Regions from separate parts of the Rattus norvegicus genome. Here regions 2, 3 and 4 are each linked to region 1. The links are chromatin contacts, called in public Hi-C maps. All regions are on one chromosome and are shown on one strand. The core of a region is the stretch at or near the end of the contact, and the rest is flanking DNA. Distances in the headings are between cores, read along the strand shown.

Region 1 (6,749 bases), core at 1,294-3,793:
TAGTAATCTAAAGAACTTCTGGATGGCAAAGCAAGATCGCCCCTCTTCTGACTGCAAAGCCCGGCACACTATGTTTCATTCAGTTAAAAGGTGCAGAACTGAAATTATAGCCTGCTGGAACTGTTTATGACAGAAAAGATCACCCTTGACATGTGTCTCCAGTTGGAATGACACTAATTTAAACTCCCTACTTTACTGTGTAGCATAACCCTGAAAAGACCATTGTCTTTGGGGCAGGAATATAATGAATGGGATACTGAGTACTACTGTGTATATGTCTTGTGTTGGGCTAATACATCTGTACTTTAGACCTACTACTTTTAACGAAGCTTCACTTCATTTTTCACTAGTTTTTTGAACACCAGAGACATCTACCACCTTTATTGTTCCCAAAATGTAATTACAGTAAACTACATGGAGTGGTGCTCAGAAGTACACACATGCATTCCTCAGCCCCAGATGGCATTTTTATTGCTGCTATTTTATTACTGTGCCTATCAAGTTACACAGGAGACAATCATCTGCATGAGGTAAGACCTGAGTAGAGAAGACAGTAAGACAATCGGGCTGCTAATCAAAGTCACCAGTAATTTCCCCAGAGTTCAGGCCCATGGGCTCTGTTTATTGGTTTTGCTACATAATACTTTTTATTCTTCAAAATACTTTTCACTTGGGCCTTCCAAGGCAAATCTAATTCTGGCCCCCTTGAAGCCTTTTATTAGGCACGCATGTTGGTTGAAGTTTGTAAAAGCTAAACGCACCTATGGGTTTATTAAAACACAAAGAAGCCTCGCTAGTTAATGCACAAGGCAAACGCCCAAACTAGCTATTTCCCAAAGCAAGTCTGCATTTTATGCAGGGAAATCTCTTACCTTTCCCCAAGGATATATTCCATATAGATGCGTATTGCAGACATTAACAGCCACTCCCATTTTACAAAAGATTTAACCTAGTATCTTCTGTCAAATTTCTAGCGCCTACAACAGAACTGGAAACATGAAAGCTTTTGAAACAAGTCATTTTAAGTGAGTCACTCCCTGAAAGAATTTACATTGAAGCCAAAGTAAGTTGACTTCAGTATCTTGGAAGTAAAACCTGCATTAATTTGCTCATCTGCTTAGCATGTTATGAATCTATTGCTGTGGAAACGGGTTGTGGGGGGGTGATTGGCGAGGGGAGCGACTGGTCACAGGCAAATCTTTAGCTAGCTGTCATTTCAGGCAAGTTATAATTTGTAGAACAAGCTTGTGGTTCAGACAATGTATCCAACATACGGATAAGACAGTGGTAGGGAAAGAATAGCTTGTTATGAAGTCTTCCAGAGAGCTCTGGGCCGAATTCCTGAGGTTCTTTTTTCAGTTGTGCTTAGTGTAGCCCCCAAAAAATGTTTTAGCTCAGAGGAGCACAGTTAAAAGGAGCAAAAGCAGATACTTCATACAGAAACTGCATCTCCTTTCAACTTCCGTCTCCTGGGTGGAGACCTTGTGGGTTCAGGCACCTGCAATTTCCGCCCTTTTCCTCCCCCCCCCCTTCTTCCGGGCGTAGAAGCCCTGCTGCTCCTCCTCCACTAGGGCCCTAGGAACGACCACGCTCCCAAACCTTGCTTCCAGAACCTAAAAGGGTCACACTCTTACAATGCGTTAGTTAGGAACGATGCGTCTCCCAATGAAAGCCCTACGGAGGGTAAAAGCGTAGACCATGAAGAGCAGTTCGGTGTGTTCTAGCCTGTTTCCCCGCTTCGCCCCAAGTCAGGCTTCTACGATCACGTCCAACTCGCAAACCCAACCCTTTCCCCGCTCCTCCCAGCGACCACCCATTGTCCCCGAGGCTGTCACGGTGCGGACGCCGAACTCGCGACTGGAAGGGCAGGGCGTCATTCAGCCTCGCGCTTTTCCAAGCCTTAAAAGGTCTAAGGCCGCTTCCTGCAGCAGGCAGGTAAAGCGGACCGCGGGAGGGAGCAACCGCGCCCGCCCCGCCCCGCGACGGCGGGGCCGCTGCCCTGCTCCGGGGTTCTGATCACAATGCCCTGGCAGTAGAGCCGCTGTCACCCTGCCCTGCAGCCTGCCCGCCGCCATTACCAGCGCAGAGAGAGGGCGGCCAGGCGGGAGGGGGTGGGGTGGGGAGATGCGAAGGTCCCGGATGTGCCCGCCAGTAGAGGTGGGGGCGGGGAGAGGCTTCCTTCCGCGGGCCGCAGGGGCGGGGAGGGAGGGCAGCTCGCGGGGGCGGTGGGGAGAGAACTGAGCACGCGGGTGAAGGCAGGGTCTGGAGCGGAGCGGAGCGCGGGTACGCGCTCTCCTCCGCTCGCCCTCGGGCGCGGGCGGGCCGGCCGGGCGCGCGCAGGGGAGCGGCGGTTGCGCTGGGCCGGAGAACTGTGGGCACCAATCAACGGTTGCCATAGCAGCGTTTGACGTCATCGTGCGTGTGGTGCCCCTGCTGCCGGGGCTAGTGATTGGAGGAAACCCCGTGTCTGCGGAGCGGCTGTAGCCTGTGAGCAGCCAGATCAGGGACAGAGTCTCAGCCTCGCCGCCACCGCTGCCGCCGCCCAGAGACTGCCGAGCCGGGTCCGTGTGCCGCCACCCACTCCGGACACAGGTGAGAAGCCGCCCTGAGTCGGCCTCCGCTCCCTTCAGCCCTCCGCTGCGCTGCGGGCCGAGAGGGGTCTCCCCTGGAGGACCCGGGCGGCGGCTCGGCTCCGCCGGGCCCGGGCAGGCGCCCACCGCCGCCCCCGGCCGCTTGCTTCTGGCCTGCCCGGCTGCTCATCGCCCCGTTCTGGTCCCCGGGTGGGGGTGGCGGATCAGGCGCCCACGCGCGATACCCAGGGGCTCCTACTCCCCAGGGCGACCGCGATCCGCCCCCGCCGGCACCCTGCTTCCGCCCGCGACTGTGACTCGGTCGTGGCGCAGGTGAGGCCGCCCCCACCCGCGGTACCCCCGCCACCCCTCCCCCACGCGGGGGGCAGCCAGGTAGCATGCGGGGCGCTGGGGTGGGGCTCGTCGGGGACCCTGAGTTGGGCTTGCTGGGTCCCGCAATGCCGGAAAGGACTCTCGGGGCGCGCGGTGGGGGAGGGGCGCGGCCAGAGCTAGGCATGGGGTCACAGGGGCTCGGGGTCCCCAGCGTCCCGGGCCGGTGGGAGGTGCGCATCCTTCCCGGAGCCCCGGCCCCCTAGTGGGGGCTGCGCCTGTCTGGGTGGGGCCCTGCCCCTCCCCCTACCGCAGCTGTCCGGGCTTCGGGACTCCGGTCGGACACAGGCGGAGGGGACCCTGGGCGGGAGCGGGGTGTGTCCGGCGCGGGTCGGCCGCGGTTCCGCTTCTGCGGGCGCGGATGGCATCGGGCCCCCGGGAGGGTGAGTCGCTCTCCCTCCCCCCCCCCACCATCCGACTGGGGCGGGTGCGCGGACTGCTCCACCCTCTGCCCGGGTTGGGGGGGGGATTCACAGTCGGAGTAGGTTGGGCTCCTTGACACAGTTCCGCCATGACAAAGAGAGTCGGGGACTAGCGCGGAGGCACCAGCCTGGGCGGAGCCAAGGAGGGGAGGTGGCTGCGGATGGCGCGGACGCCAGGACTAGCGCTTTAAAGTCACCGCTGCGCGGTTTCGGTTCGCCCCACCCGCCGGCCTCGGGCAGCTAAGGGTTAAGTGGGTGCGGCGAGTATTCCCGCAGTCTGAAGGCGAGGTCCGGGAGCACTAGTTTTCCTGTGAGAAACCTAATCCACTTCCCCTTATACGGGAGGTTGGCAGAGGAACGTTTGTACTGACTGGGCTTACATCATTTTTTGGAAGCAACATTTACCAGAGACGGTTTCTGATGTTAGATTTCGAGACCCCGGGGGGGAAGTATGGGTTCACAAATTTTAAATAGTTGATGCACTGAAGGTACTGTGTCTCGAATTTAAGCTAGCTCCGTGTTTCTGTTCTGGACACTGCTCGTTTGGCCAACCAAAAAGAGGTCGTCCTTTCTGGAAAGGGAAAGGAAAGGATTTGATAATTTCCATGGTGGGCGGCTGTGACTCTTATGCCTTTCGATGTGCCTTCAGGTTGTGACTTTTTCTTTATATTTTGTGGGATCACTATATGATTTAGAATCTTGCTCTTGACATGGTTGAAGAAATAAGTAAATTGGAATCTAGAGATCGTTGAAATTGAGCAAAAGAAAACTGAGAAACTATGAAAAAGAAGAGCTTGAGTACTTCTGTGACTCGAGCTAGAAATAATGCGGTAGACATTGGAAGCACTCGGGTCCTTCCGTGTGTTGTAGACTCAGTGCACACTCATAGTAGGAAGTATGGGTGTGTGCTGAAGCAAGAGGTCATACAATGCCATATAGAGACAGATTTGGTCTTGGCTTTAGTGAGTCCTAGTGGTAGTGTGTTCAAGATGTCTTAAGCAGCAATTAGCCAATTATCTTGAGATAATTTTTATTCCATGATCAGCTGGCAAATGTTACAAGTGTAGTAGATCAGGGTTGGGGAGGTGCTAAATAAAACTCAGTCACTCTTGGTAAGAATATATACATATAAAGGTTAGAGTATATGAGTTACATTACACTGACATGACTCACGATTCTGTAGGTATGCACTTCATAAGCATTGTAGATCCCAGTCCCTACCCTAATCCTTGATGCCCATGCACACACCTGAGGGTCCCTACCCACAATCCCCTCATGCCCATGTACACACCTGAGGGTCCCTACCCACAACCCCTTCATCCCATGTACACACCTGAGGGTCCCTATCCCTAACCCCTTCATCCCCATGCACACACTCGAGGGTCCCTTCCCACAACCCCTTCACCTCCATGCACACATTTCGAGGGTCCCTACCCACAACCCCCTTCACCCCCATTCACACACTCGAGGGAACGCTGCTCAAGTGGGTCATTTAGTGGTATTAGGATCAAGTGATACTTTGGCCAAAGAAAATAGAGGTGGGTTTTTAAGTAGCTTATATGTCCATATATGCTTTGATCTTACTTGAAATTGGGATCTTCTGAACATCTGGAACATGCAGTTTGACTAACCCACTGTTAATATTCAGACTATGCTAGTTTTCTGGTTGGTTTGGGGGCGTGGGGGTGTTTTAATTCCTCAAGCTAGGTTTGAGATGCTGGTGTGCCTTATTTACGACAGGTATAACGAGTGTGTGTTTTTCACAGGAGTTTTCTGAGTGTTTCTCTTGTTCACCTTGCAGAATATCCAGTTATGGATAAAAATGAGCTGGTGCAGAAGGCCAAGCTGGCCGAGCAGGCAGAGCGATACGATGACATGGCAGCCTGCATGAAGTCTGTCACTGAGCAAGGAGCCGAGCTGTCTAACGAGGAGAGGAACCTTCTCTCTGTTGCTTATAAAAACGTTGTAGGAGCCCGTAGGTCATCTTGGAGGGTCGTCTCGAGTATTGAGCAGAAGACGGAAGGTGCTGAGAAAAAGCAGCAGATGGCTCGAGAATACAGAGAGAAGATCGAGACGGAGCTGAGGGACATCTGCAACGACGTACTGGTAAGAGTCACTTGCTTTGGCTTCAGAAATGCAGGGGGGCCTTTGTGTCTTAAAAATTGTCTATTATAAATTAGAACTTGTTGTTTAAAAGATGCTATAAATAGAACAACTGCAGATGAGGTCTGTAAGATAAATGTAATAATGTTTGCCATGCAGGTCAAGTTAAAGTGGAAAAACCGTTCACTGACGGTTTGTGTTCCTATAGTGCTAGGACTGATACTCATAGACGTGTACATATTAACACAGGGATTTTATACCGCTTGTTTTATGTAAGGAATGTGCTATAAGCTCAGTCTAGAGCCAGCTCCTGTCTCTGGATTAGCCATTATAGTAGAATGAGTCCACTGGAGAAAACTGGTTTGCAGTTGATTGTGTGGGTTTATCTGTTGTGAGTCAAACTGTGACTGGTAAACAATGAAATACTCTACTTGACTGTCCAGTCTTAGTACCTAAGTATTTGGCACCCACTGTGCTTCTAGGAGCTTAAGAGATGAAACAGTACATTGTGTGCATTTCCTATTTTTTAAGATAATGTGGGGTATTTTGGGAAGGGGTTGTTTGGTTTTTTTATTAAGAAAAATTTGAGGGTAATCTAATAGAAGACTAATCAATTACTTTTCTGAGGCAGAATCTGTCTTACCCCCAGACTAGGCTTAAAACTTATGTTGGCTCTGCTGTCTCAATCTCCCAAATGCTTGGGGGTCACTATATATACCTTGCAAATTAGAATACTTTTAAGACTGCCTTTTTCGATAAAAAAGTTTTGATTTCTAAATTGTACTTTTTGTTCTTTAAAGCTTTTTAAAGATTGAACCCATTTTAAGGTAAAAAGTCTTAAGTGGCTTTTGCTTTGGGTACATTTTTTTTGTTTCTTTATATAATAAGAGGTTTATGACTGCTGTTTTTCCAAGGTTAAAAAGTGCTATATTGAAGCACTTTTGAAATTAGGTAATTGAGAACTTTAAGACTGGACAGGTAGCCATCTCAGACTGTCAGGTACACACCTGCTTTCCTTGCTGATCTGTTTATCACTAGGTTTTATTCAGCCTAATAGGTTTTGTGTAAGTACTGGTTTATATTTTGGTTTCAAAGGGTATACTTAACAGATTGTACTTTCTCCTGAGACAAAAACATCTTAGGGATAAAAGAGACATGCTAACATTTACCTCTATGATCTTGCTGCAGGCAGCTCCAGGTAGGTGTTTGCATATTTTCCACAGGCAGGATATAGAGAAGTTCTCAGATATTTGTGACTTTTCCT
Region 2 (6,749 bases), core at 1,069-3,568, 210 kb before region 1:
TATTTTAAAGTGACTGACTACCTATAAGAAGAAAAGGGAAAATATTACCAGAAGTACTTGTAGCATTAAAAATTGAACGCCGGAATATGCACAGAAACCCAAGAGTTCCCATCTAGTTTACTGTCACTTTTTTGTAACCAAAGCAAGAAAGACACTAGCTGGTGGCAAAGCAGAGGCACCCGCCTTCTACCAACTGTCACTGCACACATGCTGGAGCTTACCCACTCTGGTTTCATCCTTTCTCCTTTATATTTCAAATGCCCTAATCGCCACACACAATTATCAACACACCGTGTTCTCTAGGCAACAGTACTTAAACACAGGAGTGACAAAAAGGACAAAAAGCATAGAGGAGACAAGAAATCTGGGTGGCATTTAAAAAAAAAAAAACCTCAAGCACGAAGGATGCAGATAAAGTGGTGGCAGCAAAGGAAACTGCTGTAAACTCTGACTCCCCAGGGGACATCTGTAAGCATCCTCAACTCTTAGTTGCCTCAAGTGTAAATGGATGCTATTGGCACCAGCCAGGTAGAACCCAAACACCTCGTGATTCCTGATAGACCCGGTTTAACAAAGCCCTGTCCTGAGATGGAGAACTCCACCTATTGCTTCTATTAAGTTCTCAAATGAGATATGAATTAAAAACTCAAGGAATATTAGCTATTATGAATACTTCCCCAGGCCGCGGGAGGAAAAAACGACAAACCAATCCTACTTCACAACAGAAGTCTTCAGACCCCACCCTGACCCACCGCTGCAGATTTCATGGTCCAGTTCCAGTGTTGACACTCATGCGTAGACAAACAGCTCTTTGTGTTTCTCATGTCTAGATCCTCCAAGACTCTCAACCCAAAATACAACAAATGTGACCACCATTAATAGTTATATTATAGCTTTTTAAAAAAAGATTTATTTATTTATTTATATACATGAGTACACTGTAGCTGTCTTCAGACACACCAGAAGAGGGCATCAGATCCCATTACAGATGGTTGTGAGCCACCATGTGGTTGCTGGGAATTGAACTCAGGACCTCTGGAAGAGCAGTCAGTGCTCTTAACCTCTGAGCCATCTCTCCAGCCCATAGTATAGCTTCTTGACATGTCTTTTCCAAACCTCAGTCTCTTCAGACACATTCTGTTCAATATCAGCACTTTGTTGGTCACTGGCTAAAGAGTAATAAAAATGAGCTTACAGAACTGATTACCATCAGCAATAGTAACAAAACTAATGTGAACAAAAAAAGTGAAATCAAAGATAAATACACTCCAATCATGGCCCAACTGCAGTAAGCAGCAAGCTCACGTCTTTCTGGCTATTTGAAACAATATTGTGACAAGGCTATCATAGTCCAAGGAAAGTAGACTATCCTCATATTCAACCAATTCTCTGGACACTGCCAGGCAAATTTGAGATTCCAACTTGTCATGGTGACACGTGTCACAGTTCCTGTGAAGGTGAAAGGGTCAGGAGTTCTAGGACAGTCTGGCCCACAAGGTGATTTTTTTAAGGCCACAAATGCAGTATAACTATAACCCAATTAGATTTAACTGGGAAGCAACATGTTGCAGGTACAAGGGCAAGGAATGCAGATATTTACCACCACCATTTCTAATCACCACTAGATGTTCTCGATGTTAGAATTGCAATCGCTCTTAATCAGGTATTTTAAGTTTACTACGTTGTCTAAATCAAGTGGTGGCAGGGAGCGACCTTTTATTCTTTCCCCAAATATTAGCAATCCAATAGCCTGCCTGCACAGGCTAAGCAGGCTCGGATGGATTTAGCAGGATTTTCAGGCTCAAGTCTCCAACTATGTGAAAGTCCCTGGTAGGTCAAAATACCCTGAGCACGGAACCAGTGAGAGAACAATGGCAGCGAGTCTGGCAAGGGGTCACGGCCGACCGGCGGCCACGCGGGGCCCCGGGCGCGACTCCCCCGCCGCTCCGGCTAGCGCCTTACAGGGCTCCGAGCTAGCCAGGGAAGAACGAGGGCGGCGGGGCTGAGGCCAGGCCTGGTGAGTGGGAAACAAGGGAGTGACTATCGAGTCACTCTGCCGACCACCGCCCGTAGGCCGGAGGTCACACACCGCAGGGGCAGGACAAAGCGCCCCCGCGCAGAGGCACCACCAAGAGAGAGGGCTGGAAGGAGGGAGGCGGGCGAGGGCTCTGCAGTTCCCGTCCTAGGCCCCGCCCCTGCGCGCTTATGTAACAGGGGAGAGCTGCCATTGGTTTGCAGACCGGAAGGACGCGAGCATGCTAGAGGGGCGGGGCAAAGCCACCGCAGGAAGGTGAGGGGCGGGATCACGCGGGCGGGCGGGCGGCGCTGAGGCGACTGGGAGTGCGGCGCGGCGTGCGCGGGCACGAGCGACGGGCCTGCCTCGGGCTCAGGCGCGGCGGGCGCGCGCTGCGGCGGGTGTGCGAGGCGCGGGCTGTTGTGCTCCCGGCTCTGCTCGGTCCTTCCTCTGCGGGTGGCGGAGGCCCCAAGCGGTGCGGGGCTCGACCCTTCCTTCCCTGCTCGTCCTGCTCAGCTCTTCTCGCGCTGCGCCGTCTCTCGGACGCCACTCCGTCCCGGCCCGGGTGAGCGACGTCGCAGGACGCGGGAGCCGGGTTGGGAGGCACGCGGCGGCGGGAGGCCGGGGCGGGCGGCTGACTCCCAGCGGAGCAGGCGCGGGGCTGAGGGCGGCCGAGGCCTCGGGCGGGCCGGGCTGCAGCTGTGGGGTTGAGTCTGCCCACGAATGGCTGTTCAAAGCTGGGATCGGGCTGTGGAGCCGGCCTGGGCCTCTTGCTCTGACTGGTTGCAGAGTGTGAGCCCATTTCCTGGCTCCCCGGCCTCAGAGTAAGTTGTTTGGCTTTAAGCAGCCCCTAAGGGCCGGAGCTTTACTTGTTGCCTCCTTCTCGAGAGTCTTGGTATTCCAAGAACTCTCCCTGGTTAGTAGCTCATTTGCAGCCTCCCAGGAAAGCTAAAACTTTTATTAAAAATCAGCTGGTAACCGTTTGCAAACGATTTATTGCCTTTCAATTTGTCCCACTTAATCAGGGAGCAGTTTATACGTAAGATTTTGTGGAAAACTCGATGGTCGAGGGCAAATCGTAAGTTGAGCTGTCCGAAAGCAGGTGGTTGGATCGTTTGCACTTCTGCTTTCGGAAAGGAAATCCGTGCCACTGTGCTGTCAGAAGTCAGGGGCCTGCCCCACTCAGCTAGCCTGTTAGAGCAGATAGCCTTTGCCTAGTGTTACATTTTGTGTCTATTGAAGCGCATGCCTTTTTGTAACTGTTGTTGGGTGGTAAAGAAAATGTGTTAAATCTTAGGTGCCCAGTTATGTTTCTGTTGCCCTAAATGCAAAAGTTAAAAATAGTTTTTGCTTATCTGATGGCATTGGTTTTTTACAGCACACTACATGAAAAGGTTACCAAAGTCGCTGCTTTAATTTCTAGATGACAAGGAAAATTCTGGAATTACTGATGTGCGGTTTTGTAACTTAAAAAATCAAACATAAAACCCTTAAGGACTGCTCACCAAGTAATGTCTTCACATACACAAGCCATACTGTATGGAAGAGTTAAGATGTTTTATTTAAATAACCAGAATGTTCTAGTAAGGGTCTGATACTAAGACAGGGGAAATTAAGACTTTTCAAATTTTTGGTGTACATAAATTGAAGACCCACCATCAAAATGTACTTTTAAATATGCCATATAGCATAGTGGCACACGCCTTAAAATCCCAGCACTTAGGAGGCAGAGGCAGGCAAATCTCGGTAAGTTCTAGGCCAGCCAGAAGTATGTAGTGAGACACCCCCACACACACTTCCATATGCTATTGAACTTAGAACTGATGCAGTGTTGGTTTAAAAACACAAAATGAAGTATAGTTTTGATGACAAACAGTTGATATTTGCCTTGAGTGGGAATGGGGTTCTTACATTAGGCTAGCATATTAAACATTCTTGTAGTTGGTGAAAGACTGGACAGGGTTTATAAGAAAGCATCAATCCTCCTGTTTTATTAGACTTTTTCAGTTTATTATGTAATACAACTGGGAGTATGTCAAGTAAGTTGGGCTGGGGGATAAGGATAAGAGCTTTGACTGTCTCTGAAACACTTGACTTTATATCCAGTAGCTAAGAGGGTTGCAGTCAGGAAAGGCCAACCCTCTTCTTAGTACGGTCCCTTGTACATTCATGTCTTTTAGTGATTTCAAAGTTTAAAGTGTAATTACAGTGCTATTTAAAATGGCATAGGATCTCATTTTAATATGCTTCAAAAGCACTACTCTGGTAGATCCTGTGTGAACAGGTTTAACTTGTGCTGTCTAACCAGAAGTCTGGTTTTAACAGGAAAATAATTCTTTTAAAATCAGTTCTTTTAACTAATTTTTGTTTACTCCAGGCCATTAGTAGTGAGGAATAGAAAGAACCTTTCAGCTTTGTAAGAGGTACCCTTAACACCAGGGGTTCTAATTTGTCTTTACAATGTGTGCAGCTGGGCCAGTGTGGTGGCTCAGCTGGTGAAGGTGCTTTCTGTCAAGTCTGAAGGTCTGAGTTGGATCCCCAGAAAACACATTGTGGAAGGAGAATGGACTCCACAACAAATGCTCTCTGTGGAGCCTGTGTTTTGTGTGTGTGTGTGTGTGTGCGCGCGCACAAATAAATGTAGGTGTTTGTGTTTCTATTCAGGAAAGAGCTCTTAAGGAAAACTTCAAATAGTATAATAGTTTAATGAAACCTGAGTACTAAAAGGAGTTGCTGTGTCCCTACATGTATTTTGGAGGATTAGCTGACAGTTTTAAAATACACAAATTGTAAGTCATAGTCGTGGATGCTAGCAGGGAGAAGCTACCTTTGTAATCAAGCGATAAAGGAAGACTAAATTTTGGAATACCAAACTTTTGAAGGTTACATGTAAAGTGGAAGGAAAAAAAGGCCTAAATATCTATGCATATACAATAAACTTGAGTCTGTTGGGAGTGAGATGTGGTCTGGCTGTGTGGGCCAGGTATCCTCCCTCTGCCTCCCAATTGCTTAGGTAGGGAGGTACATCCATACGCAGCTCTGGGGGTTGATATCATCGTCATCACCATCAAACAAATACACCTTTATAATCATTACCGGTTCAAGATAAAGAATATTTTCAGCACCCTGTGAATACCTCTCCTGTCATCTCTTCCCAGTCATTACTCCATAAATAGCAAAGTGACCTCTTTAACTGTGGTTTTGCCTGTTTTGAACTTTGTACAATGTGGTTTCTTTCTAACTGACTTCTTTCCTTGATATAGAGATACAAACTTACAGAAAAAAAATTATTTTGTTTGTTTTTTGAGACTGGGTGTGTTTTTGTATCCCTGGCTGATCTGGAACTATATGTAGAGCAGACTAACCCTCAGACTCACAGATCTGCCCCTCAGTGCTGGGGTTAAATGCCTGTGCCATCACACCTGGCTACAAGTGTTTTTTATTGTTGTTGTTGTTTTTGTTTTGTTTTTTTTTTAATGCTGCCTGGCATCCCTCTGTGTGTTATCTATTTTTACCACTGATATTTGAACTGCCTAGTTTTAGAACAGGTCCTGTGAACATCCTTGTATATACATTGATGCATTGATCCTGTTGAATATGTATTGTGAGGAATATACTCATTTGTCATTTAGCAACATTGTGTGTGAAATTGAAAATCCACTCACAGCTGCTTACTGACCATGTCTGAAATTTAAGTAGGCAACTTTGAGAATATTACTTTGCTTAAATTGCTCTGTTGTAGAATGAAGAAGTCACTTGGTGCCTACTCTTTTGTCTTTAGATATGGCTCGTGGACAGCAGAAGATTCAGTCTCAGCAGAAAAATGCCAAAAAGCAGGCTGGACAAAAGAAGAAACAAGGACATGACCAAAAGGCTGCTGCCAAAGCTGCCTTAATATATACCTGCACAGTCTGTAGGGTAAGGGTCCCCAGACCAAAGCTGCCTTAATATTTACCTTCATGGTCTGTGGGGCAAGGGACCCCAGGACGGTGCATTCTTGTAGCTAGTTCTCACCCTGTGAAACAGAGAGGTTAAAATTCCTCCACAACAAGATGGATGCTTTCTTTGAACTAGTAGATTTGAGAGTGGGTTTCCTAGGAATTCATCTGCAGTCACCTGTTCAAGAAATGTTTTTCCTTGGCCATGCATACTTTTCTAAGTGCTAGCTGGGAAAAGTGGATAAAGCAGTGTCCTGCCCTTGTGTATAAAGGTGTATAAAAGGTGTCTTTGTGGAGCTTATCATCCACTTTGGGCGCTGTAAAAAGTCCCGACTGCGTTCTTAGATAGAGTTGATGGGGCTAACCTTGTATAGTGCTGCCAGATGTAATGCTACCCATATGATGGTTCTTTTCCTCCATCTCCACCAGATGCAATGTGGGCACATGTGATATCACACAGACTATCCACATTGAGGGCTCTTAGGAGAATTAATGTGCTTAAAGAATTGTTTGGAGTGTTTGCCATGTGTGAGGATGGAGGCAGCTGTGTTACTGTGGTCATATGTTTAATCCACACAGCAACCAGTGAGTTGTGCTGCTTCCTTCCTGATGTGCAGATGTTCAACTGACCTGTATAATTTGCTGCAGATCCAGCAGTAAGAAGAGATAGGACCTGAGTCTAGGCAGTCTAGCTTTAAGGTCTGGCCTCTGTGACTTCACCACCCTTGAGGTTAATGAGGTGCTAGAGGAAAAACATAGGGTTGGGCTGGTGTATAGACACAGTGGTTTTAAGCCCT
Region 3 (6,749 bases), core at 1,841-4,340, 170 kb after region 1:
GGGTTGTTCAGCCGGGTGTGGTGGTGTATGACTTTAATCCCAGCACTCTGGAGCAGAGGCAGGCAGATGTCGTTGAGTTCGAAGCCAGTCTGGTCTAGTGAAGTCCGGCACAGGCAGGACTACATAGACACATCTTGTCTTTAATAAAAATTAACGTGTAAAGAATGAATATTTCTGGTGACTAGAATGCTTCTTCTCTCCACCACTCAGCATTCATTTCCTGTACTAAGCTATCCTGAAGGCTGAATTACTAATTGGACTTTCCATTTGAAAGTCTGTACAAAATGGATGCATAGCAAAAACACGTTTTAACAGTTGTTTCTGGAGGAAAATGAAGGTACAACCTGGGAGCTATAGAATATGCATCCTCATCTCACTGCTTGCTAAATGCTCGCTCTGACAAAGTAGTCCGTTTTTTGTTTTTTGTTTTTTCTTTCTACTTCTGCCATTTACAATCATGTCTTCACGGGGACTTATGCTAAAGAGATGGCTCAGAGGTTAGGAGCACTTGCTGCTCTCTCAAAGAACCTGAGTTTGATTCCCAGGACCCCCCTTAGGCAGTTCAAACCCATCTCTAACTCCAGCTCCAGGAGATCTGATACTCTCTTCTGAGCATCATTCATGGGTGGCATACACACACTCTCTCTCTCTCTTTTTTAAAGGTAATCTCTTCCTCCAAGAGGGTATATTAAAAATGATAGGTTAAGGTAGTGATTATACGTGGTTTTAACTCTTGCTGCCATCTTTGCAAGTTATTGGCCATAAGGCTCCTTCATGCATTATTACAATGGTATTATGTTCATGCCCTTGGAATGAGTGGTCAGAGAAATACTTGCAGGACTTGGTTCTTGCCTCCCATCCTGTGGCTTGGGGTATACAACTCAGGTCAGGCAGGGAAACAAGCACTGTCAGCCACTGAGTTTTACAGACAGCCTTCTCCAAGGCCCCTTCTGTTTTCGTTCTGTTTTATATTGCTCTTTCCTTAGGAGCTTAAGTGCTAAAATGATGCCATTTTCTTTTAAACAATAACAATGGAATTTTCACTCTCTTATTTTGAAGAAACATTTTAGAATAGATTCTAATAGTTATGCCCCACCTGATAAAAATGCTGGGACTGGATATTTATTCACTGCCCCTTCAAGCATTTACATTTATGAGGACCAGAACAACCATTATTAAAGTGCTAAGGTTAAGACCTTGGCTTCGCCATCTTTATTTCAGGATACCCAGCATGATAGGCATTCAATGACTATACTAATGGAACCGACTATGCTCCTAGTAGAGTGAAGGGTGTTTTTGATTAACTATTTAAACTATAGCCTTATTTGAGTAAACAGATTGTGTAGTATGTTTTCCTAAAGAACAGCCTTAAACGATACTCATTTGTAAAGCATACAACGTATTTTTCAAAACTATTATCTTCCATTAATATGAGTGGGGAGGTGAGAATGGGAAGATGGGAACAGCATCTAAGATTCTCTGGACCTAAATTCTAACTGAGAAGAGTTATGACTAATTTACACTAGGCAATAGGCTAAGTATGCACTGACGATCATTGCATTAAAGAGCTGAGCAGTCATTTAACTTTTGACACTGTTAACCGTAAAATTAGTAAGTACTATTTGCTTCACTTCCCACACATCACTGTCAAAGGATGTTTATATAGGACTTCAAAACTGTAGAAACCTACTAAAGTGTGGTTTTTATGTTGATGTAATGTCATTTCTATTTGTGGCTATCAATCATTTACATCATCCCCCAACACTGGCACCCAGGAGCTAGATATGTAGATTAGGGTGCCCCTCAACTCGGAGATCTGCAAGACCCTGCCTCTATAACGCTGGGTTAAAGGCATCGGCGCCACCCCTGGTTAAGCGGGTGAAAGGCGTGGCCACGAAGCCTGCTTAAGCAGGCTATCTAGGTTTGTTTGGTTAAGAGTGACAGAGTAACTGTGAGAAACGCATACTTTAAAGGAAAACCCATTTTTCTCGAGTCCTGTTTACCACTGTAAAAAATGTAGGAAGCAGCTCAGAGATTCCGACAGAATATCTTAAGCGCCAGACTTCCAACAGCCGCCTCCCCTTCCCTCCCCTCCCCCTCGTCAAGGGTCCTGGACCCGTGCTGGGTCACGCCCGGGACGGTTGGGGTCCGGTTGAGGTCAGCCAGCCCGCGGCCGTTGAGAACTCCAGCTCCCGGCAGGCACCGCTTCCGCGGCCCACGCGCGTGGCGGCGCTGCCCGCTGGGACTCGTAGTGCGGTCCGGGTAGGAGAACGTGGCAGCTACCCTGCCTCCCTCCGCGTCCACCTCGGAAACTCGGCCGGCAGAGGCTCACGCCCGCCCACCCGTGTCCGGCGCCGCTCGGGGCGGGGGGCTAGCGAGGCAGAACCCCAGCCGCGGCGCCGGGAAGAGGCCGCGACTATTCGCGCACGTGAGGGGCGGTTGGCGCCCAGAAACCCGGAAGCCCCGCGCGCCGCCCACCCGCTGCGCTGACGGGTTAACGCTCTTTCGGGCGGAGGCGGGGCGTGTGCGCGAGGGGCGTGGCCAGCAGCCGCGCCGGGACCGCCTACTAACTGCCCCGCCCTTTCCTGGCCCTGCGCAGCGGGAAGTCGGCCCCTGGCTGGGGCGCGTGCGCAGAAGCCCCGCCCCGCCTCGGCCACCACCCCCACGCCCGCAGCAGCCGCTGCCGCCGCCACCTCTCCCTTCCTCTGCGCTTTCCTCCGCCTCCTCCGGCGCCGTCGCTCGCGTAGGGCCCTGGCGTCAGACGCGCGTGGGCGGGGCGAGTGCGGCGGGGGGTATAAGTAGAGGGTGCAGGAGGCGGTGCTTCCCCTTCTCCCCGGCGGTTAGTGCTGAGAGTGCGGAGTGTGTGCTCCGGGCTCGGAACACACATTTATTATTAAAAAATCCAAAAAAAATCTAAAAAATCCTTTGAAAAAACCCAAAAAAATTTACAAAAAATCCGCGTCTCCCCCGCCGGAGACTTTATTTTTTTTTCTTCCTCTTTTATAAAATAACCCGGTGAAGCAGCCGAGACCGACCCGCCCGCCCGCGGCCCCGCAGCTCCAAGCAGGAACCCAGAGACCGAGGCCTTCCTGCCGCCCGGACCCAGCACCGCCAGCCTCGCTCCCCCGGTTCCACGGCCGTTGAGTACGCGTCGATTCCGGTTGAATTTTGTCCCTCTGCGCTCGCCCCCGCTCCCCTCCCCCCGGCTCCGTCCCCCGGCCCCGCACTCGCTCTCCTCCTCTCACGGGAAAGGTCGCGGCCTGCGGCCCCGCGGGCAGCCGTGCCGAGATGAACCCCAGCGCCCCCAGCTACCCCATGGCCTCTCTGTACGTGGGGGACCTGCACCCCGACGTGACCGAGGCGATGCTCTACGAGAAGTTCAGCCCGGCCGGGCCCATCCTCTCCATCCGGGTCTGCAGGGACATGATCACCCGCCGCTCCTTGGGCTACGCGTACGTGAACTTCCAGCAGCCGGCGGACGGTAAGCGGCAGGCCGGAGGGTGGCGGGCGGGCGGCCATGCGGCCGGGGCGGCGGGCCTAGCGGGCCGGGCCGAGGGGGCGGGAGGGCACGGCGCCGCAGCCCCTCGCGGGCCGGCACTTCCTCCTCTGCGACCATTTTCTCGCCATCGGTCGCTCTCAAACTTTAGGGCGATGACGCGCCGGGAGGGTGGGTAAGGTAGCCTTCCCGGCGCTCCCGCCACAAGCTGTGGGGTTCGGGGGTTTCGAGCCCCCTCTGGAGTGGAGCAACGGGTGGAGGCGCCCCTCCATCTCCTTCCCTGGCCCGGCATTCAGGCTGGGGAGGAAGTACGATTCAGTGTTGGGAAATACCACGTGTTGAACCCTGTAACCTCACAGGCCCGAGGCCTGTTCCTGCGGGTGGCTCAATCGCTGGGAGGAGCCCCAGGCTTTAGAAGAAAGTTAATAGGGAGATGCCTGTTGGTGGTCCTTAGGGTCATGAGCTCCTTCCTAATAGCATACCCCTGGCTTGTGGACCGCGAAAGGGACATTATACCATGTGCACTGCCTGGGGTTTTCCCTAGATGAAGTATTTTCTGTCTTTAACCCTGCAGTGGAGGAGGGGATGTGGAAGACTCTAGGGCACCAGACACCTTGGCTCATTTTCAAACAAATTAGTTGGATATTAAGTTTAATAGAAGTGATTATTTAATGTATACATGCATATTTTTTCTAAAATAGCACCAGTGGTTATGAATTTTAAACTGCTGACCAGTTTTGGTCGTAAACATTAGGGTAACCTGGATAGGATTATGCTGAATTAGTAGCAGACAACTAATAATAGCTTCTTTGATTTTTTTTTGTGTGTGTGTGTGAAGTGTTTCAGAATCTTGGAGTAGTTGAGAAGTAACACATTGAGTTTATATTCTTAAGTTTGACAGTTCACTGAAACAGAAATCCAAGAATCAGATAAGGTCTACAGTCTGATGTTAAGTTTTTAAGTCTAGATGACCCTGACTAGAAGTCAGTTCTGTCTGGCTTTTATTTTAATAAGGAAGACTGGGGTTGATCAGTTTTTCATAGATAAAGGTGATACTGAGATTTTGAGTAAACAGCATCTTAGGTGATCGGAAGCCACAAGTTACAAGTTGTAAAAGTGCACTGCAGGTGGCCTGCCCTTTTGCTCTCAAAGGGCACTTTTAGTGTCACTTCATTAGAGCTCTCAACTCACAGGAGATGACAGGATGTAAGCTAAAGAAGGTAACTTGAGCAAGTAACCGAAAGAACTTCTATGAAAAGAAAACTTAAGAGACTTGAAACTTAGTGGTTTCTTTTTTTTTTAATTCAGAAAAACCCAGTCCTGACATTTGAAAAGTTGAGTTTCAAATTAACTTTATAAATTCATGTCAGTGAACCAATATTCTAACCGCTCAGAATCTTGCCTCTACATTCTTCATTTATTTTGTGGCTGTATGTTCAATGTTCCATCTTTTGAAATAGTTTTAACCAGTTTTTTCCTTTTTATGGTATTTTCTTATGTATTGCAGTAGTTGACTAGGGTTCTGCTAGTGACCAGTATTCAGTTTAGTAGGAAGATGTGACTCATTAGAAAAGAAACCAAGCTGGAGCACAGTCAGCGTGACCAGGGGTGCTTAGGAGGTGTGGCCAATTGATAGTGAGCTGGCTGCTGACTGTCACTTACTCTAGGAACTGGAATTCATTTATAGGAAAGCGGTTGGGGGGCTGGGTAAGGTGGTTTCTGCACTTATTCCCAGCATGAGAATCCCAGCATGAGTATTTCAGAGGTCTTGGCCAGCCTGAGCTACATGAGTTCCAGGAAAACTAAAGCGACACAGGGAGACCTTAAAGAAAAGGTTGTTGAAAAACTTGTTCTGTCAATAACTACATTTATTAGTGAGATTTGAAATTTGCTTCAGGGATTCAAGTGGACTGTTCCCCTAGAAGGTCTGGTTTCTTAGGTAGCATTTTTCCATTTAAGACAGGGCAATGGATACATAATTTTTGAAGGCAGGGACTCGGCCAGATTGGGCTTAATAGAGACCCTGTATCCAAAAAATTGTCTCAGCCTCAGCATTTCTTTTACAAGTATACATAAATCAATCTTTTTGGAGGTCTCAAAATTGTAGAGTAGGATTTTTTGATGTGAAGCATGCCTATCCAAAAATAACTGGAATAAATTGTTGGTTACGATGATCAAGGTAAAGGTCACGCATGGGTAGTGAAGTTCAGAGGAAGATGAGCTGAGGCCACGTGACTACCCTTTTACTCGAGGTCACTGGTCATTTTATAAAAAGTGGCTAATGGGATGTTACAAGTGATACTTACTCTGAAAATGTATTTTTCGCAGCGGAACGTGCTTTGGACACCATGAATTTTGATGTTATAAAGGGCAAGCCAGTACGCATCATGTGGTCTCAGCGTGATCCATCACTTCGTAAAAGTGGAGTAGGCAACATATTCATTAAAAATTTGGACAAATCCATTGACAATAAAGCACTGTATGATACGTTTTCTGCGTTTGGTAACATCCTTTCATGTAAGGTAAGCTGAGATGTAACAGGGCAGTATTTACAGTGTTGTGCTACGTTTAGATTTGGGAGTGACATTTGTGCTGTCTGTTAATGCTGTCCTTATTGTGAAGTTCCCTAGGATTAGGTAGCTAACATTTCTACAAAGTAGAAAAGCAATAGCAGGTAGTAAAAAGTGAGTGTTCTGTTTTACCTTAGGTGGTTTGTGATGAAAATGGCTCCAAGGGCTATGGATTTGTACATTTTGAAACACAGGAAGCAGCTGAAAGAGCTATTGAAAAAATGAATGGAATGCTTCTAAATGATCGTAAAGTGTAAGTATAACTACATCTTTTAGGGGACATCTTCAGTCTGTTTTTAGTAGTTCTCCATTAATTTAAAAACTAGTCAATGTTTGCTACTAAGTGCAGCTGAACTTGGTGGCATGTCTTTAATCTTAGTACTTGAGATCTCTAACTTTGAGGCCCACCTGCTCTATATAGATTGCAACATCCAGGGCTACATACTGAAGCTGTCCCCAAAAAAGATCTAACTGGATAAGTATATGCCTGTGATTTCATCACTGGAGAGGTAGAGGCAGAGGGTCTATGAATTCAAGGCCAGTCTAGCTAGGCTACATGAGAATCGCTCAAAGAAATCGGTCAAACTGTGTATGCGTGTACATACAGCACTGACCCACGTCTGCTAGGTTTCATAATCATTCGTGATCAGTAATGTCAGTTGCTCATCATAGAAACCCAAAAT
Region 4 (6,749 bases), core at 2,505-5,004, 150 kb before region 1:
AGTACCATTCCTAAGCCACAGGGAGCTGTGAGGCAGTATAGTCCTCTTGTCCTGATGCATGGGTTGGAGTTTCCAGGACTTCAGACATTGTCCTAATTTCAGATTCTCGTCTGGGGTGAGATGTTGAGAGGCTCACTGGACAGAGACTTGAGCCAGCTAAGGAGTTGCTGTTCTGCACTAGAGATGGAGGAGAGAATGAACATTTACATTCTGCTTAGAAAACTGCCTGGAGACGCCATGGCTTAAACCAGAAGCCATTGCTGCTGCTCTCAGGTCTGTGAGCCAGGGCTTTGGGTGGTGTTCATCCAGACAGTGAGGGTCAGGATGGCTCCATGTGAGATGGCCAGATCTCAGATACCTCAGCTGCTCCCATTACCCACTGCCTCTGCCGAGGTCAAACACGGAAACTGCATCTTTCTGTCAAAGGCTAGCCTAAATTCAAGGGAAGTGGAACAGATTTTCTTTGTAAGACTTACGGCCTTGTATGTAAACATCTTTGTCAATCTGCCCTGTATGCACAGTGTCTTGGTACTGACAGATGGCCACATGATGGGCTGATGTTACAGAAAATCCCACCATGGCCACTTGGCTGGACGGGAAAAGATTTCCCTAGAAATCACATTTCCCTCATTCTCTCGTCCCTACTGATAACAGGAGAAGGTATTTGTTAGAGGTGCACTGGCACCATTTGTCTGTTCCTTCAGATGGTGACAGTCTAGTGGTTCTCTGACCAACTGATCCTCGCACAGGTGGAACACACTTCCTTGACCCAAGCGATCTGCACATACTGCACATGCCAAGACAAACTGTGGGTAAATGGAACGGGCAGGGGGTGCCTATCCTTAGAGCCCTCGGAGGCCATGTGCCACTGCAGTGATTGCCAAGCGAGGAAGGCAAAACTGACCTCATCTGCCAAGAACAATCAGCTCTGTGTGCCTCTAACAACGACAGAGCCAGTCAGTGCCTCAGCAGAAAAACCCAGCGAGAACTGGAAGGAGATGGGGCCTTAACTAGCAGGACATGTTCAATCATCTCATACAACACACACAAGGTTAAACACAGGAACATGTGCTGCTGTCCTACTTAGGGTGTCTGTTGCTGTGAGGAGACATCAAGACCAAAAAGCAACTTGGGGAGTGTGGTTTGATAGGAATGGTTCCCATAGACACAGCTGTTTGAATGCTTGGTCATAGGGAGTGGCACAATTAGGAGGTGTGGCTTTGTTGGAGTGGGTGTGGCCTTTTTGGAGGAAGTATGTCACTGGAGGGGCGGGCTTTGAGGTCTCCTGTGCTCAAGCTACACCCAGTATGGTACACAGTTTCCATCTGTTGCCTTTGGATCAAGATGTCGAACTCTCAGCTCCTTCTCCAGAACCATGTCTGCCTGGATGCTGTCATGCTTCCCGCCATGATGATAATGGACTAAACCTCTGAACTGTAAGCCAGCCCAATTAAATGTCTTCCTTTATACGAGTTGCTATGGTCACGGTGTCTCTTCACAGTGATACAACCCAAACTAAGACTAGGAGGAAAGGGTTTTTTTGGCATATGCTTACAAATCACTGTTCACCATGGAAGGAAGTCAAGGCAGGAACTTACACAGGATAGGAATCTGGAGGCAGGAGCTGATGCAGAGGCCATGGAGCGTGATGCTTACTGGCTTACTCAGTCTGATTTCTTATAGAACCCAGGACCATCAGCCCAGGGATGGCATCCCCATCCCCCATCAATTACTAATTAAGAAAATGCCCTACAGACAAATCTCATGGAGACATTTTTCAATCAAGGTTTTCTCTTTTAGATGACTCTAGCTTGCTTAAAGTTGGCCTAAAGCTATCCAGCACACGTGGGATGTAAAAACACACTAGACCATGACCAGATGAAGAGTAATTGCAGCCTAAGGATTGCTAGGACCAGGGGCATCCTAAGAGATCACATTCAATCCAAGCCATGAGAAGACTGAGGCCCAGAGAAGTACCTATTCTATAGCCTCCTGCTGTCTTATATTGATAACAAAGACTGAATGAGTGTCAGTTAGGCTGCCTGTCAGCCATTTTGCTTGGTGATGAGAATTCAAGGTGCAATAGAACATAGTCTTTGCTCTCAAAGCCTACTGTCAAGGCAGGGTATGGAAGGTCCTGTGGAACAAGCAACACCACAGAACTGCAGGATCCAAATGTGCTCAGGAAACCTGGCTGGGGTGGGGGTAGGGCAAGGACAGGAGCCCCAGACATCAGCATCCAGTTCCTTGAGTGATATCTATGTATCCTATTCACAAGCTTACCTTAAAAACATCTTGTCTACTGAGCTATCCATCATAGCCTGTGCGGCAGGGGGTGTTCAGGGAGTCTCAGGGAGGGCATGTGGCCTTCCTACAGTACCAAGGGAGGTAATAAGCCTTAACCCACAGCCTCTGGTTTCTAATGTCTTCTCTGGATGGGATCTCAGGAGAGTGGAGCAAAGGAGGAACCCAACATACCTGGCTGGGTAGTTCACAGGAGTGGTTAAAGCGGGCGTTTAGATTTGAGAAGAGCCCCAAGATAAAACAGCACAAACATGGCCTCAAGCTGGCTATGTTTTTGATGAATAACAAGTGCATACCCTCCAAGGGGAGTCAGCCACTGACCTGGGGCTTACTGCACTGTCGTGTGTGTCCTCACCACAGTCCTATAAGATAGCCATGATAGCAACTCCATTTTACAGAAGGACAAAGGAGATCCAGAGCATAAATCCATCGCCCAGTGTCACACAATCACCCAAAGGGAAGATTCAGAGTTGGTGGTCTGTCAGGCCTTCGTCCATGTTGGCCATATTTGCCATTGAGCTGCACCTGGAGACACCATATTGTTTTGAAGGGTAAAACAAGACTGAAGCAGGATACTCCCTCCCCCCCAAGCCCCCTCTCCTAGCTCTTTAGATATGCTAGTCTGAGGCCCCTCCTCCCCACCCCCATCCCCGCCCCCAGTCCTCTGAACAAAAGCTTACATTTATGTGCACCAAGGGGTTGCACCTTTGGTGATTTAGCACTCTGGCCCAAGCAGCACCACAACAACTTTATCAAAGGCCAGGGTCGCACACCACTGGGTGGTCTGGGTCGGTGAGCCTGGGTGCAGACTATGTTGCGGCCAGAAGAGTGTCGCGGGCTTCAACCTTTGAGGTCCACCGAGCAAAAACAAGGTGGTGGTGGCAGTGCTGTGCAGTGATGTCACTGCGGCAGAGCCAAAACCTGGATAGGGGTTTGCAAACAGCATCAGAGAGGATGCCATGGTGACAAGCAAGCGACAGTGCAAGACAGTGTCGAGGGGACTCCTGGGCGTACCTGATGTTGCGTTGGCAACAAAGTAGAGCTGACGACCTTTCCGCGTGCCTGGCGCCTAGTGCGCGCGCACACACACGCACGAGAGCGGCGGATGGGGCGAGGACCGTGGCGGGGGTGGGGTGGGGGAAAAAATGCAGCAGTATGCGCAGGCGCAGAGGTGTGGGAGCCACGGGGCGGCGGCCGGTGGGGCGGGGTGACTCAGCGCGCGGAGGCGGTGCGGGGGCGGCGGGCGACCGGGAGCCAACCGCAGCCGCCGCGGGCCCAGCCTGCCTGGCAACAGTCAGGGCCTCCCTCCCCTCCACCCCCACCCAGGAGGAGAGGGCGGGGGTGCTGGGCGGCCTGCAGGTGCGGCGCGCTGGCACGGCTTTGTCCCCGCACGGCCTGGAGCTGTGCGCCGCCCGCGAAGGCTGAGTCACGGACGGGTGTGTGGCCAGATGGCCCCACCCGCGTGGATGCAGCCCTTGGCTCAGCCAGGCTTAGCTGTGGCGATGGACAGGGTAGGGACAGGGCAAAGTGGCTTCTGTGAAGCGCCTTAGGGGATGGAGAGAGATCCAGCCAGCGTGGGTTACCGCTACCCCTTAGAGGAGTTAGAGGCGAAGCTCAGACAGACCGGGAGCAGCGAGTGGGGAGGGGGTGCAGGAAGGTTCCTCCCTGCCAGGGGTATAGGTACAGCCCCAGTGGCTGGCCCAGTGTCATGTGGAGGATGTGAAAGCAATGTAGAGCCCACTGCCCTGGGGACGGCCGGGACACCTGCATTTTAACAAATATCTCGGCTCTTTCAAACTGGTGGCTGGTGCAGTGCACTTTGAACATCAGCCGTGTTTAGAAGATGGGTGGTCATGGGACCATTTATCTATGGAGTGTGCCTAGAGAAACAAAACTAGGGTCAGCAGTTAGGGAGGAGTCAGTCACCAGGCCCCCCCAAATGTGTGCTTACAAGCACAAGCCAGTGCGGTGCTCTACAGTACTGCATGAAAAGTTGTCTAAACTCGACTCTGAACTCTTCGTTTTGAAAGGCAGGGCTTGACCTGCAGTGATTCCTGCTTTAACTCTGCAGGCCGCCTCAGGATCCGCACCCACTTCTGGGTACCCTGTGGTAATGAGCACCACCTGCAACCAGCGGCAGCCACGTGGGTGCTTTTTGTTTTTCTGGTTTGCTACAGTGCATGGTTATTGAACATTAAGCCTCCTAGACACGGAGACACATGAAGTCCTGATGTCTGTTACTTAGATATCACCTCAAGCGGAGGTTTTTTTGTTTTTGTTTTTGTTTTAACATAATTTCCAACTTAAAGGCTTGCTAGTCTGTCAAAGGAGGACAGAGAAAAAGTTCACTGGGAATTAGGCTTAAGGCAGATTTATCCCTTTATTTGGCAAATGTCATCCTATCTCTGTTAACAGCCCACAATGGGAAAAAAAATCTGAATAAAGACAAATTACATTTTGAGCAACTTGAAGTGTGGACACAGATGTATCTGAGGGCAGATGGCTTTGATTTAAATCTCAGCAATTCCACTTTCTAGTCACATGACCTTGGGCTAATTTGTGACATCAGATTTCCCCTACTGAGGTGGACTGACTACATGCCACAGGCTGCCTGAAAAGATTTACAAGGTTTGCTGTTTTGTTGTGAGTGTTGTCATGAAGTATTACAATGACTAGTATGTATCTCTGGGTGTTCTTGTGTCTCTGTGTAGTTAGTAACTGTGTGTACCATGAATCAGCACAAACACATTGCTGGAGTTAAGTCATCCAATTCATATTCTCACTTTCTGAGATGGGAATTATTGTTTCATCTTCATCTTTCCGGGAAGGAAACGGAAGCACAGAGACTTCTGAGAAACATCTGAGAAGCCTGGCGTTCTCAGGCGCAGGTACCTAACCACTGCATTGTGTGGATGATATTATGTAATCATGCGGGTTACATAGCAAGGAAGGAGGTCGCCTCTAACTTGATCCATCAGACAGCAAAGTTAAGACTTTCAACTTTGGTTAGCACCCTGCCTCTATGTAGGAAGCTCCCTTCTAGCCTCTGAAAATTGGCATCAACATGAGGTTATTTAGAGGAGCTTTGAAAAGCTTTGGGTTCAAACAAGCATCCGATCCAAAGTTAACTTTGACCCAAAGTTAGCTTTTAACGAAAGCATATTGGGATTCAGGGACTGTGAATCTGTCCCTCAAGCCCAGGACTTACAAGCTCCCAGGACACAGCGGAGTGGTGGTTTACAAACTCCATCCACTGACAGCCTCCAAAGATTGCCCTACCCTGGACCACAGTCTAGCTCCAGAGCCATACATACAGCAGGAGTCCACATTCCAACCTGTTCCTCTTAGCTCTTCTCTGCTCTTCTGTCTCCGCTCATCAAAGTCAAGCTACAAACCACCCTCTAGTGTAGTGGCTCTCATCCTATGGGTCTTGACCCCTTGAGGGTCCTTCCATGGGGGTCATCTAAGACCATTGGAAAACACATGTCTACAGTATGATTCATAACAATAAAGATTGCAGTTATGAAGTAGCAACAAAAATAATTCTATGTTTGGGGGGGTCACCAAAACAGGAGGAATTGCGTTAAAGAGTGTCAGGGTCGGAAAAGGAGAGAACCTCTGGTCTAGAGCCCCCTTCTCGTGACTGGGGCTGAACGTCTGTGGTGAGGACAGCAACAGGATGAGGCAGAAGGATGGGAAGTCTTATTCTTGTCTCTCTAGTTTATTGGAGTCACCTTTAAGACTTGACCAGGCATGCCAGCCTTTTGACACTGTTACACTGAAGGTGTTACAATGTTCATACTCTAGAACTGTTAAAAAAGCAAAACAGAACAAAACAATCCTCCCAGAAATCTCTTAATGTTTATAGTGGAAACAATTTTGTGTTGAGCCGTATTCACAGCCCTTCTTGGCCACAGGTAGAACATACCTATATCCTTAACCCTTGGGATGAATTACATGTCCAGTCCCCCAAATTCATACACTGAAGCTGGGTTGGTTTAACTATGTACCCCCAAAAGTGTGTGTTAAGTAACCTTCAAGGCAATAGCAGTGAAGACCTGGGCTGCTTACAGGTGAGTAGGGCCCAGAACTCAGGCATCATTAATGGTATCCAGGGTAAAAGCCTTGAGGCTATGTCTTTGAGCTCTTTTCCCTTCTGCCTTAGGATGGTGCAGGCTGACTGCATGCAGTTCTCAACCTTGTCTTTCCCACCCTCTAGAGCAAGGGTTCTCAACTTTCTTAGTGCTTCAGCCCTTTGATATGGTTTCTTGTGCTGTGGTGAACCACATAAAATTATTTTGTTGCTAATTCATAACTGCAACTTTGCTACTGTTATGAATAGTATCATAATCTGATATGCAGGATGTATGCTATGCAAACCCTGTGAAAGGGTCATTTGACATCCCCCTCACCCCAAGGGGTCACAACCCATAGGTTGAGAACCG

Evidence for each region. A called contact is a pair of places that touch in the nucleus more often than the background predicts.
Region 2: a Hi-C map of kidney shows a contact between it and region 1, with 3 times the contacts expected there. The contact joins the promoter of Zfp706 here to the promoter of Ywhaz in region 1. A contact is called at or near these places in 10 of 12 Hi-C or Micro-C datasets (the A7r5 cell line, the Rat2 cell line, Schwann cells and 5 more) and 1 of 1 datasets of contacts at active chromatin or transcription factors (oligodendrocytes).
Region 3: a Hi-C map of liver shows a contact between it and region 1, with 4 times the contacts expected there. The contact joins the promoter of Pabpc1 here to the promoter of Ywhaz in region 1. A contact is called at or near these places in 7 of 12 Hi-C or Micro-C datasets (the Rat2 cell line, Schwann cells, frontal cortex and 4 more) and 1 of 1 datasets of contacts at active chromatin or transcription factors (oligodendrocytes).
Region 4: a contact with region 1 is called in a Hi-C map of liver, with 4 times the contacts expected there. The contact joins the enhancer-like site here to the promoter of Ywhaz in region 1. A contact is called at or near these places in 5 of 12 Hi-C or Micro-C datasets (Schwann cells, frontal cortex, liver and 2 more) and 1 of 1 datasets of contacts at active chromatin or transcription factors (oligodendrocytes).

Annotation. Positions count from the first base shown.
Region 1 is chr7:69,844,496-69,851,244 of GRCr8, reverse strand. It overlaps Ywhaz (tyrosine 3-monooxygenase/tryptophan 5-monooxygenase activation protein, zeta), which reads left to right and starts at 2,543. Exons shown (of 6, transcript NM_013011.4): 1 at 2,543-2,592; 2 at 5,184-5,488. The coding sequence starts at 5,195.
Region 2 is chr7:70,054,728-70,061,476 of GRCr8, reverse strand. Zfp706 (zinc finger protein 706) reads left to right here and starts at 2,318. Exons shown (of 4, transcript NM_001394374.1): 1 at 2,318-2,579; 2 at 5,796-5,932. The coding sequence starts at 5,798.
Region 3 is chr7:69,671,147-69,677,895 of GRCr8, reverse strand. Pabpc1 (poly(A) binding protein, cytoplasmic 1) reads left to right here and starts at 3,090. Exons shown (of 15, transcript NM_134353.3): 1 at 3,090-3,481; 2 at 5,825-6,018; 3 at 6,204-6,319. The coding sequence starts at 3,289.
Region 4 is chr7:69,992,621-69,999,369 of GRCr8, reverse strand. It overlaps LOC100910524 (a long non-coding RNA gene), which reads right to left. Exons shown (of 4, transcript XR_010053763.1): 1 at 3,319-6,749; 2 at 2,985-3,225; 3 at 1-2,829. Among named protein-coding and RNA genes, the nearest start is that of Zfp706, 63 kb to the left of the region's middle. Within about 2 kb of position 3,754, at least 81 of the 93 cell types and tissues checked have an H3K27ac peak or open chromatin away from gene starts, as enhancers often do. A contact at or near this core is called in Schwann cells, liver and prefrontal cortex, where this site is marked.